Regions from separate parts of the Cricetulus griseus genome. Here region 1 is linked to region 2. The links are chromatin contacts, called in public Micro-C maps. All regions are on one chromosome and are shown on one strand. Each heading gives the region's core, a stretch centred on a gene start, on an enhancer-like site or on the middle of the called end of the contact. The rest is flanking DNA. Distances are from core to core; before and after follow the strand shown. Region 1 holds the start of Szrd1 (SUZ domain-containing protein 1). Region 2 overlaps Fbxo42 (F-box only protein 42).

The links. A called contact is a pair of places that touch in the nucleus more often than the background predicts.
Region 1: a Micro-C map of the CHO-K1 cell line shows a contact between it and region 2, with 4 times the contacts expected there. The contact joins the promoter of Szrd1 here to the enhancer-like site in region 2. A contact is called at or near these places in 6 of 8 Hi-C or Micro-C datasets (the CHL-YN cell line, the CHO-K1 cell line, the CHO-S cell line and 2 more).

Annotation. Positions count from the first base shown.
Region 1 is chr2:12,109,152-12,112,410 of CriGri-PICRH-1.0, forward strand. It overlaps Szrd1 (SUZ domain-containing protein 1), which reads left to right and starts at 1,857. Exons shown (of 4, transcript XM_027399906.2): 1 at 1,857-1,976. The coding sequence starts at 1,926.
Region 2 is chr2:12,043,834-12,047,541 of CriGri-PICRH-1.0, forward strand. It overlaps Fbxo42 (F-box only protein 42), which reads right to left. Exons shown (of 10, transcript XM_027399907.2): 7 at 1,986-2,082; 8 at 1,497-1,553; 9 at 755-871; 10 at 1-401. Among named protein-coding and RNA genes, the nearest start is that of Cplane2, 14 kb to the left of the region's middle. Within about 2 kb of position 1,603, at least 2 of the 6 cell types and tissues checked have open chromatin away from gene starts, as enhancers often do. A contact at or near this core is called in the CHO-K1 cell line and fibroblasts, where this site is marked.

The DNA.
Region 1 (3,259 bases), core at 607-3,106, 66 kb after region 2:
ACCAGATGCCCTGGATCTGGAGTTACAGACAGTTGTGAGTTGCCGTGTTGGTGCTGGGTATTGGACCTGGGTCCTTGGAAGAGCAGCCAACTCTTAACCACTGAGATCTGCCTGCCTCTGCCTCCCATGTGCTGGGACTAAAGGTGTGCGCCACCAACGCCCGGCTTGGTTTTGTTTCTTAAATAATTTATTTTTATTTTATGTTCACTGGTGTTTTGCCTGCTTGCATGTCTGTGTGAGGGTGTCAGATCTTGGAATTACAGACACAGTTATGAGCTGCCATGTGGGTGCTGGGAAATGAACCTGGGTCCTCTGGAAGAACAGTCAGTGTTCTTAACTGCTGAGCCATCTCTCCAGCCCTAGAATGCTGTTTTATGAGTAAAAACATATTGCAAAAATTTCACCCTATCAAATAGAGACTGTAATAATTTGGTGAGAGATCAGACCTTTAGCGGAGACAGACAGACCTATGGACAGAACTTCTGTGGAAAGTTTATTGGGTGAAGAGAAGGGAATAAGGGAAGGGAAGAGATAAGAGAGAGAAAGAGACAGCAAGACAGACAGCTGCCTCCTCAGAGAAAAGGCAGAAAAGAGAGAAGAGAAAAAGTGGGTGGGGTTTGCCTCTTTGATTTTTGTTTTGGTTTTTCGAGACAGGGTTTCTCTATAGCTTTGGAGGCTGTCCTGGAACTAGCTCTTGTAGAGCAGGCTGATCTCGAACTCACAGAAATCTGCCTGCCTCTGCCTCCTGAGTACTGGGACTAAAAGTGTGCGCCACCACCACCCTGCCAGGGTTTACCTCTTAAAGAGACCTCTGCACCTGCATTCAGAGCCAGGGCTGCTTGCCATGTGCAGACACACAGACAGGATCCCAAGGGGCGCGGCCAGGTCTGCCGTGATTATTCAGACACAATACAATGCTTTATTTATGTATTTGTTTAATTTGGATTTCCTTTTTCTTTTTTCTTTCTTTCTTTTTTTTTTTTTTTTTCGAGACAGGGTTTCGTTTCTCTGTGTAGCTTTGGAGCGTATCCTGGCACTCACTCTGGAGACCAGGCTGGCCTCAAACTCACAGAGATCCACCTGACTCTGCCTCCCGAGTGCTGGGATTAAAAGGCGTGCGCCACCAACGCCCGGCCTATTTTGGATTTTCAAGACAAGGTTTCTCTGTGTAGTCCTGGCTGTCCTGAGACCAGGCTGGCCTCAAACTCGGAGAGTTCTGTTGTCTATGTCTCCTAAGTGCTAGGATTAATTAAAGACATGTACCACCACCGCCCGGCTAACACCATGTTTTGTGTATAAGTGTTTTCAGAAGGTTGTAGAACAAAACACACAACCACGTTTTATACCCTGTAACTTAGAAAAACGTAGGCTCAAATAAGAAGAAAAAGAAAACCTTTTTTTTGTTGTTTTTTTGTTTTGTTTTTAGAGACAGGATTCCTCTGTGGCTTTGGAGCCTGTCCTGGCACTCTCTCTGGAGACCAGGCTGGCCTCGAACTCACAGAGATCGGCCTGCCTCTGCCTCCCGAGTGCTGGGATTAAAGGCGTGCGCCACCAACGCCCGGCGAAAAAGAAAAACTTAGGCTCACTTTTTTCCTTTGAGATTCAAATTTTGGAGGAAAAAAAAGCTTTTTCAATGATTGCCTCATCTTAGAGAAGATGGTTCCAAAGGACACAGTTCTCGAACTCTTCCCGTAAACGAGGGAAAAGCCGTGACCTCAACAAAGATGGGCGTCCTCGCCCTTCGCTGCCCTCTTCCATGATGGCGGACCAGGTTCGCTCATGGCTTGGCGGGGAGCCCCTTCCGGGCTGGGAGAGGGGGCGTGGTCCATTGAGGAAAGCCCTGCGTGCCTCCGCCCGCGACCGAGGCGCGCTTCAAGGCGCAGGCGCGGGGAGGGGTTGGGGGAGGAGGGAAAGCGGCGAGTAAGATGGAAGATGAGGAGGTCGCTGAGAGCTGGGAGGAGGCGGCAGACAGCGGGGTAAGGAGGAGCTGCCGCCCCGTGGCAGGGCCGGGCGGACCTGGCGTGAGGGAAGCCTCCGGGGAGCGGGTCTGGGGATAGTTTTCCCCTAGGAAGGGTCCCACACACCGGGCCGGAGGTAGAAGAGAGGCTCCCGGTCCCGGAGCGCCGTGAAGGCCTCTTAAAGGGGCCGCGTTCCATTTCTCCCTCCGCCTTTGCCGGGTGTCTGTCTGCCCCGCGGTGTGCGCGTCGTTCAGGCCGCCCCACCCTCTACCCCGGGCCACTCTCTCTAGTCCTCGCGCCCCAGGGACCATTTTAAAGTTCCTGTGCTCTGTCTGATGAAGGAGGGGCTCGGGCGGCGTGCCTGGCTCGGGAGGAAGAGCCGGAGGAGGCCCCCAGATAGCGGGGAGCAAGCAACCATGTGTCCTCTGGGACCCACTGGGCGCTGAGCCGAAATCCCCCGCCGCTGTGCGCCTTCCGCCTCGGTGGGCGAGCCTGGTTTTTTCTTCTTTATTTTCCTTTTTCTTTCTTCCAGTTTTACTCCTTGAGCCTGAGGCAGTTGGGTTTCCTGGGGATCTCAGCAGAGCTCCCCTAAACTCAGCAAGCATCCGCTCTTTCCCGAGACCCACCCAATGATCTGCGCATTGGGGGAGGATCTCGGAGTATGTTGGTCCCGGGGGAGGGAAGGGAAGAAGGGTGTGATTTGTAAGATAGCCCCCAAGCCTGCGAGGAGAAGGGGGGATTACCGATCGGAATGATTTGGGAGTATTTGATTGCCTCCAAAAGTTACAGGAACAACAACAAAATGATCTCAAGTAGAGACTCTTCTGCTAGGTTCTTGATTAATATAGTAATTTTAGAAAGTTGGGTTCGACGGCAATCCTCCATGTGTCTTTGGTGACCATGTGTCCGTGCCTGTGCGGTGTTGGGTTCAAAAGCTGATGTGTGAGGAGTCACTTAGGCCAGGGGAGAAGAGAAGCCGGGTCTGTCCGCCCCTGGCGCTTCGGATCAGTGCAGCAGTGGGTGTATCTTCACAGGAATGTTGAAACTTGGCTTCGACGTTTTTTTCCGCTGGTTCAGCATTTCTCGAAAGATTGGAGATGTTTTCCCATTTAACATAATCGAGCATTTGAAGGTGTGCTTGGTTAAGAGCTTAGTTAGTAGTTTTTAAGATACCTTCCAGCTTAAATCAAGGTGTTTGTTTCGTTTTCTTGTTTTGTTTTGAGGCAAGGTCTCTGTGTAGCGCTGGCTGTCCTGGAACTCACTATGTAGACCAGGTTATCCTTGAACTCACAGAGATCTGC
Region 2 (3,708 bases), core at 353-2,852:
AGTCCCATTTTTAGGTCATATCCTTCGGAGGCAGATGGGGTGCTTGGAGATACCACCTGCACAGGGCTGTCCAAGGAAGCACCCCCAACAGCTGCTGTCCCTGGAGACAAGGTTCCACCATTGAGGATAGGAGAGCCATCTCCTCTGGCTGGGGAGAGGCTCCCTTCTCGGGAACCTGAGGGAGTCTGCCTTTGAGCCCTGGGCCTCAGTGTTCCCCAGCGGCCATTAACACAAGGAGCTTCATCCATACTCCTCACAGGAGACTGGGATCGGTATTCTCGGGTCTCAGGAACCAGGGCTGGAGGAGTGGCACTGATAGGTGATGGGCGAGAGTTCAAACTGGGGCTGAGTGGCGCTCGCCCACTAGGAGCCTGGCTGAAGACCACCACACACTGTCCCACCTGGAAGACAAAGGACTTGTGCTCATAGCCTTGCCTATCAAGCTAGCACTGGAAAGGCCAGGGCTTTGCAGGCCTGGGCTGTGGAGACAGAATGAACAGTGGTACTGACAAGAATGAGTGCAGAACAGTGGCATCTGCTGGAAGGACTTGGGTAACATTCTTTAGACAAATGGATCTTTAAGGCTACAAGTAAAACAATGTACACCTATGTCCTCCTACCAAGCAGCTCATGCACGTGGGAAATACTAAAAGAGCACATGACACCAAACTGTTTTCTACTTCTGTAAGCTTAACAAGTTAATTCCTTTTTCCAGGTTAGGGCATTTCCTGCTGGCTGCTTATTCCCCACTTACCCGGCAGGCTGGATGGCACCACAGTTCTGGGGCACCGTGGTCTTCGTTTTCTACCTTGAGTGGCTGCCAGGCCCAGGGACCTGGGTGCATATGTAGCAGCCAGGCGTCTTTGAACAGCTGCAGGAGAAGGACCAATGAGAGAACATCTAAGTCCGCCGCTGTTCACAAGCAGCTTTGTCTGCCTCCTGCCTCAATTCTCTCATACATGGCCACTGACTATCCTGGCACACAGAACTGTTCTTGTGACCACACACCAACTGTAGCCAACTGTAGCTGGTGTGTGTGTGTGTGTGTGTGTGTGTGTGTGTGTGTGTGTGTGTGTGTGAGAGAGAGAGAGAGAGAGAGAGAGAGAGAGAGAGAGAGAGAGAGATGACATATACATTAACTTTCTCAGTCTACATTCTTAAGTAAATTCCATGTGGACTTCTGTTATCCACTTGTTTCTACCCCACTGGCCGCTTTACTGGCAAACCTTTTAGCTTAAAGAGGAAACAGAGCTAGAAAGAATGGAGGGATGAATGTTTAAGAGACCAATGTTTCTGATTAAAAGTACCTCTCACTCCACTTCCCCCTCCCCGAAAAAGAACAGAGAAAGGGGCAGACAATACAAAAGCTATCTACTCAAAGCATATGGGTGTCCTCTGAGTGAGCAAGTCCAAAGAAGACTCTGTCTTACTAAACAAGCAGGGCAAGCATGTTCCAGAACTTAGCAGTCGAGGCAGATTGTCACTGCAATACTCACAGCATTGGGACCACCACAACCGCCAAGGATTAGGATAGTTGCATCATCTATAACAATCTGGGAAGATGAAGAAATTTAAATAAACCTACAAAGACACAGGCATCTGACTCATGATTCAGTGACACACACAAGTGGCATGCTCAGCTCCCAAGTGAGTGCTCCAGCTGCCCACTCTACCCAACCCACATCAGTTCTAGCCCTTTAAACGGACGACTCTTGAACAGTATATTCTAACTTGAAAAAATATGAACACAAGAGTGCTAACCACAGAAAATGAAGAATTCACTTAAGAAATAAAACCCCACTAAGGCCACTATAAGCAATACAGCAATAGAAGCTGAGAACAAGCAGCACCAAAACAAAACAAAACAAAAAACCCCAAAACAACAAAAACCGAAAGAAACTCTCTTTGGCTTGTTGCACAGGGCACCTCACCTCACTCTCATAAAGATATTACAGTGCTTGCTCAATAGTTAAACTCTTTAGCACCTGAGACTGGCCACCTCGGGGGTGAGGACTGGGGCCAGAGATGTTCGGCTTGGACCACGCCCACTGCTCCAGGTCAAGGACCCAGACTTCATTGCTCCTGTGAGATAAGAACACAGTCATAAGCAAGGTGGGGGCTCCAGGGAGCACAGTGGTGGCTGGAGTTTCTGGTGCCTGTGTCCAGTAGGGAAACTTTCACCACTTCACACATACAGCCTGTCTGGGCTGGAGGCTTCTGATGCTTTCCTCAGAGCCCAGGGACTTCAGAAGAAAAACACCATGGCTGAACCCTAGTTTTGCAGCTTAAACAAGAAACTTTATTTTCTCTACTTTTGGTTTTCTTTCCTATGAAACAGAAACACCGCTGATCTTCAGAAATGACAGAAACCAGGCACATGGCAGGAGTGGTGGCGTACACCTTTAATCCTAGCAGGAGGTTGTGGAGGGCAGAGGCTAGAGTTCTTTCAAGGCCAGCCTGGTCTACAAAGTGAGTTCCAGGACAGCCAGGACTACACACACACACACACACACACACACACACACACACACACACACACACACACACACACACACACACACACACACACACACACACACAGAGAGAGGGAGGGGGAGAGAGAGAGAGAGAGAGAGGGAGGGAGGGAGGGAGGGAGGGAGAGGGAGAGAGAGAGAGAGAGAGCATTTACATTACATTATAAAGGCGTCAGTGCACACTTAGCACCCAACCATCCAGAAACCTTTCAACCTTTCATAAGATCTCAGCTGAGTTGAATGTGCAGCAACGCACTGGACCCAAAGTACAGGCAGGAGGCAGCTGGTCAAGTGACCACCTTCCAAAAACAAAAGCCACAAGAGAGAAAAAAATGGTTCTGAAGGCATCTATCATTGTGCAGAAGCTTAAAAAAAAAAAAAAACCAAAAACAAAAATTCCACTCACTGATCATGGTAAAAAGAGTATTTCTCAGTGATTCATAAAAGCTTCAAGGTTTTCCTTGTTGTTTTGAGACAGGGTTTCTCTGTGTGACAGTCTTGGCTGTCCTGGAGCTCACAGAGATCCACCTGCCTCTGCCCCCCAAGTGTGCCACCACCACCCGGCTCAAAAGCTTCAGTTTTATCTTTTATCAGCAACCAACTGCTATATCCAACTCAAGAAGGCAGCAGTGCTGGGCGTGGTGGCACATACCTTTGATCCCAAGCAGACAGATCACAGATCACAGAGAGACCCTGCCTCAAAACACCAACTCCCCTTGCCAAAGGAAAGGAGCAGTATGACCTTGGCATGGGCATACCCCCACTGCAATCCTAGCACTCATCAGGCCAAGGATTGCATGAATTCAAGGCCACATAGAGCAAGACTGAAGGAAGGAAGGAAGGAAGGAAGGAAGGAAGGAAGGAAGGAAGGAAGGAAGGAAGGAAGGAAGGAAGGCAGGCAGGCAGGCAAGGACTAACTCCTGGCTGGCAGTCTCTAGTTCACAGTTAGCTCTTCTTCTTCTTTTTTTTTTTTTTTATATGTATACCGTGTTCTGTCAGCATGTTTTGCCTGCAAGTCAGAAGAGGGCACCAGATCTCATTATAGAAGGTTGTAAGCCACCATGTGGTTGCTGGGAATTGAACTCAGGACCTCTGGAAGAGCAAACAGTGCTCTTAACTTCTGAGCCATCTCTCCAGCCCCCCCCCCCCCCCCGTTAGCTCTTCTTCTTAAGGTCATCTAGTTACACACAATGAT